2 separate regions of the Ovis aries genome follow, and region 2 is linked to region 1. A link is a contact called in public Hi-C data. All regions are on one chromosome and are shown on one strand. Each heading gives the region's core, a stretch centred on a gene start, on an enhancer-like site or on the middle of the called end of the contact. The rest is flanking DNA. Distances are from core to core; before and after follow the strand shown.

The links. Hi-C and Micro-C count contacts between places; a contact is called where the count stands out from the background.
Region 2: a Hi-C map of tail adipose tissue shows a contact between it and region 1, with 5 times the contacts expected there. The contact joins the promoter of SRGAP1 here to the promoter of LOC114113771 in region 1. A contact is called at or near these places in 2 of 16 Hi-C or Micro-C datasets (liver and tail adipose tissue).

The regions. Positions count from the first base shown.
Region 1 is chr3:155,685,712-155,688,411 of ARS-UI_Ramb_v3.0, reverse strand. It overlaps LOC114113771 (anaphase-promoting complex subunit 15-like), which reads left to right and starts at 1,376. Exons shown (of 2, transcript XM_042247341.2): 1 at 1,376-1,468; 2 at 1,738-2,329. The coding sequence starts at 1,376. The coding sequence ends at 2,034.
Region 2 is chr3:156,043,485-156,046,184 of ARS-UI_Ramb_v3.0, reverse strand. It overlaps SRGAP1 (SLIT-ROBO Rho GTPase activating protein 1), which reads left to right and starts at 1,296. Exons shown (of 22, transcript XM_027967491.3): 1 at 1,296-2,086. The coding sequence starts at 2,020.

The DNA of each region.
Region 1 (2,700 bases), core at 127-2,626:
CAGGATGGCTGTGGAGTCAAAGGGTGTCCTACATGGCCAGACCTTGACACACTAAAAATAAGTTTAGCTCTCATCTAGAAGTTTAATCAGCTGAGTCATTATAAATCTCATATCAAATGAGACATCAATTTTCAAATTTAAATGAATTGAGGAATTGCTCTACAGTTTCTAAGACCTGTCAAAGCTCCCAAGGGACAAAGTTAGCCAAAGTCCTCTGTAAGATCAGTGTCAAGCACCATCCTGCATGTTCTGCTGTTGCCGCTGCACAGCCAAGCAGTTCTCTTTCAGAATGCACCCCAACACAGCTACCCTTTGTGGCCCTCCCTGAGTTCTACCATCAGGCAGACTCCTGCCCCCAGGTGCTGATATTAGGTTCTTGTTGTTTAGTTCCTAAGTCATGTCTGACTCTTGTGACCCCACGGACTGTAGCCCACCAGGTTCCTTTCTTTATGGAACTCTCCAGGCAGGAATACTGAAGTAGGTTGCCATTTCCTTCTCCAGGGGATCTCCCTGATCCAAGGACAGGACCTGAGTCTCCTGCATTAGCAGGCAGAGTCTGACATTAGGTACAGGGCTACAGAAAGCAGAATACATTTGCATCTCTTCATTTCCTAACATTGATATCTTACACATACCATATGGTTTTAAATTTAAAGTATCCTAGAAACAGATTATCAAAATCAGATTGAAAAAATATGCAGACAAGTCAAAAGACTTGCATTTAATGAAGCCTCATGGATCTACAAGATATCAAGAGAAGTCTCCCAAGGAAGAAGGACACAGCAAGCATATTTCTTCTGACTCATTTCCTCTGGAGAAGCAGCTTAGAATTATTCAGGCAAAAGGCCATGAAATAATTGCATTGCAGAATTGCTAAACTCTATCTACAGGGCTTTCTTGGGAAGTCACATGGCATGTTTTTTCTTTCTCACTTGGATGGGAAAAAAATTTATTTTTCTTAAACTTACTTAAAAGAAAAACAAAAAACAGAAGTTAATGTGATGTTTTTATATAGACTAATTACAGAAAATAGACTGAGAATGATTTTCTACCTAATAATAAAAAATTACAGTAAAATTATGCTTGGAAAGATTTCAGTTCTGAGTAGCTTTTCTTACTGAGTAATCCACTGGATATACTCAGCATTGCTTGGCTATAGTTGGCTAAATGTCTTGTGTGCTCATGAAGTGGTTGGGCTTTTTGTGGTCACCCCATTAGTGTGTCAATACTGAACTTTTCCCCTCTATGTATTCCTTTGCAACGGCCTGAAAAAAAAAAAAAAAAAACTAGTTGTAAAAGCAATCAAAATAAATATTTTCAGATGCTGCTTTCCAAAATTGGGTCAGAGACCACTAGGGTACTGGCTCCCTGAAGCATGGGAAGAACTTCAGACGAGATCGGGCGCATTCAGGGTGGTATGGCCATAGTAGGAAGAATTTTAGTGGCTAAAGTAGAATTGCTGAGGAAGGTATTAGAAACAAGAGAGGAAGGAAAAAAGTAGAGGAGAGGACTTAACAGTAATCGAGAGAGAAAAATCAACCATGAAGAAGAAATAAGGGAAGGTTGTAATATTTTATATGAAAGTGTCTATGGTAAGTGGAAAAAATGGCTGCTTTGATTCAGATTTGGGGTTAAAGCTAAGAGGCAAGAGGCAGAAATCCTTATAAATTCTTACACATTTCTTTATAAACTCCTCAATGTCTCTGGAAGATGCTGTACAACTCACTATTTTAAAAGCTGACAAAAGAGAAAGAAGTGCTTCCGGGTCGCTGCCGGCTGCCGCCTCCCGGCACGCTCCAGAGAATTGCAGAGAAAGACGACAACCTGGTACCTATTGGCAAGCCGGGCTCAGAGCACTATGACAAAGAGGAAGATGAAGACGACGACGAGGACAGTGAAGAGGACTCAGAGGATGACGAGGACATGCAGGACATGGATGAGATGAATGACTACAATGAGTCACCTGATGACGGGGAGGTCAATGAGGCGGACATGGAGGGCAACGAACAGGATCAGGACCAGTGGATGATCTAGGTAGACAGAAAAGGTGGTCTCAAGAAAAGGGGTCCAAAGACGGCCCTGGACTCCCTGCAGAACCAGCTGATCACCCACCTCCATGGCCCACCCCAGTGCCTGAATGCTCATCCTCAGGCACTTCCTCAGCTGCTGCCAGGACCTGATCTTCTTGGTCCCTCCCAGGCCATCAGTCTGCCCTTGAATCCCCAGGGCCTAAGCCCAGCCCACTCCCTTCTAGCCAGCATCTCACCGCTTGTTTGTCAGATCTAGTCTCTTTCTAACTTTCTTTAATAAAGACACAGGACTGAAAAAAATAAAATGAAATAAAAATAAAAACTGACAAAAGAATAAAGCATTTATCTAGCCACCCCTTTATGAGCTGTTCTTCAAGGTAACTAAATAGTTGGAGGTGCAGTTCCTCTTTGCAGATTTGTCTAATAAATGAAATTCAGTTCAGTCGCTCAGTCGTGTCCAACTCTTTGCGACCCCATGAATTGCAGCACGCCAGGCCTCCCTGTCCATCACCAACTCCCGGAGTTCACTCAGACTCACGTCCATCAAGTCAGTGATGCCATCCAGCCATCTCATCCTCTGTCGTCCCCTTCTCCTCCTGCCCCCAATCCCTCCCAGCATCAGAGTCTTTTCCAATGAGTCAACTCTTCGCATGAGGTGGCCAAAGTACTG
Region 2 (2,700 bases), core at 47-2,546, 360 kb before region 1:
TATTCGGTGCATTTTTCTTTCCTCAAGGCTCCCAAAGAGGGAGTAGCTCTCTTACAGCTCTACAGTACTGCCCGTAATTACTTATTTATACAACAATAGATCTTGAGACCCTTTAGGGCAGAATTCTCTTGAGTCCCTAGTTCATATTTGGTGGTTGGCCTACAGTAAGAAATCTTATCACTGGATACAAGAATGAATAAAGTCTCAAAGTCCCTACTCTGTTTAGATCTAGCACCATTTGATACGGACACGCCTTTGGACAAATCACTTTGATAAATCAGGCCAGTAATATTGGAGAAGGACATTGTGCGTGCGTGCTCAGTCATACCGAACTCTTTTCCATGCTGTTGACTGTAGCCCGCCAGGCTCCTCTGTCCATGAAATTTTCGAGGCAGGAATACTGGAGTGGGTTGTCATTTCCTCCTCCAGATCTTCCCCACTCAGGGATCGAACCCGCATCTCCTGCACAGGCAGGCGGATTCTTTACCACTGAGCCCCTGGGAAGTGGAGAAGGTCCCAAACGCTAAATGTGTCCGCCCAAACCCAGAGATATCTTAAGTACTACCTGTTTCCCCACCACGCCTTTCCCACCATGCTGACATTCTCTAGCTACTTTTAGGATGGGGCGAATACGGTGCTCAAGATGGATATTTTTCTCTGCCTGATCGAATAGCTTAGCTTTTTTTACATTTTTATTCTTAACATCCAAGACAATTCAGACTCCAGTATTTCTACTGGGGTTGGGAGTAACATCCTATTCTTTCATGGAGACATCCAAAGTCTGATTTTCCCCACTGGACTCAAAAGAGCCCCACCACAGCCCTCACACAGATTCGAAGACTGCCCACCGGTCGGGTGGGGTTTTCCAGCGGCTGGGGCAACGCAAGCCGGGGAGGCGCTGGGGGCGTCGCCCACGGCCGCCGGGCTCGGCACGCAGGGTCGGGCTGCGGTTGGCCACAAGAGGCATCCATCTTCCTGGAGAAGCGCCGCGCTTGCTTACCGCGCCGGTGGGGAGGAGCGGGGCGAGGGTGGAGAAGAGAGGTCGATCGGGCCCCTCCCGCGAGCCCTGCCCCGCCTCGCCGAGCCCGGCGCGGCCGCCCGGGCCGGTGCCGCCCGCAGCTCACTCCCCAGGCGCCGGGGAGCCGCGGGCCGTGAGCGCGCCTGCAACTTTGCGGCCGCCAGGGGCGCGGCTCCTCCAGGGGCGCGTGCGGGTGTGCCGGTAGCCGGCGGCCTCCTGGGGGCAGCAGCGGCAAGGGGGACCGGGAGAAAGAGGCCGTCTCGGCGCACGGTGGCCCGGGAGGCGGAGGCCCCGCGAGGCGCCGGCGGTGGAAACCTAAACTCCGCCGGGGCTGCGCCCAGGACGCGTTCTTACAGCGCGTTAGCCGCCCTCGCGGCGGCCGCCCGGGACTCGTTTTAGGATTGCGATTCCTCTACCCTGCCCGGGGCAGTAGCAGCCGTGTGTGCCGACGGAGGAGCGGCAGCAGCATCCCCAGCCCGGGCGGGACCCCTGAGCGCCGGAGCGGGCGGCTGAGCAGGAAGGGAGGGTCGCGGCGCCCGCCCTCCCCGGCTGGCCCTGCCCCACGCTCCCCGTGCGGGTGGCTAACAATGGTGCGGAGCGCCGGCGCGATCCCCGCGTCCGCCCAGCGGCTGTAGAGGAAGTGGCCGGGCTCCGGGTGGGGTGGGCAGGGAGACGCCCCCCGCCACTCGCCTGCTGGAGTTCGCCGGCGCGCCGGGCCTCTCCGGCCCCCTCCGGCCCCGAGCCCTGGGCGCCCCTCCGCATCGCCGACGGCAGCTCGATCCCGAGAGTATGGTGCCAGCGCCCGGGTTAATCTAGTCCTCGGCTCGCTCCTTTTTTTTCCCCTCCTCCTCCTCCTCCTCCTCCTCCTCTCCCTCCCGTCGGTGCTGCTTCTGGGTTCCCGGCATTTGGGAGTACAACTCTCTGCTTCTCCGAGGAGACTGACTGGTCGGTGACCCCTCACAGAACTTGCCCATTGAAAGCAAACCCAGAACAGCTGGATAATGTCCACTCCGAGCAGATTCAAAAAGGACAAAGAGATCATCGCCGAGTATGAAAGTCAAGTCAAAGGTACGGATGGGAGCGGCTGCCTTGCTCCTTTTGTGTGCTTTCTTGTCATTGTGCTCCGGGAGTTGCGTTTCTAACTTGGGGGTCTGCGTTGGAGGAAGGTGGTGAGAGACAACTGGAGCGCCTGGTTGAGCCATCCGGGGCTTCGCGCAAGCCAGTCTCAGTCCCAGTCCCGTCAGGTCCACGGGGAGCTGGAAACCGGGTGGCTCTCCCCCGCTGCCCGCTCGCCACTTCCAGTAGGGGAGAACTGGGTTTAAATTAACCACCTTCAGCGGCAGCTTACATAGGAGGTAGGCAGCAGCAGAGGTTCCCCCCCCCCCCAGTTATCATCACCGGCATCTTTTTTTATTTTATGTTTTTTAGAATATACTATTGTCACAGCCATTGATACACTGTCATGTAATTTTTTTTTTCTTTTAAAGAGTCATTTTTCTGAAGTCTGGACCCGAAGTGGTCTAGAGCTTCCTTGAGTGCAGGAAACTGGCGACATTTGCACTAATCACTAATTTATCAGGGCGAGTCCCCCTTCTATAAAACAGCTAGCTCCCTAAAAGCCTGGCGGTTAAACCAAGAAAGGACTAGTGGAATCTGACTCTTCCTCTATAATGGGCCGGAAT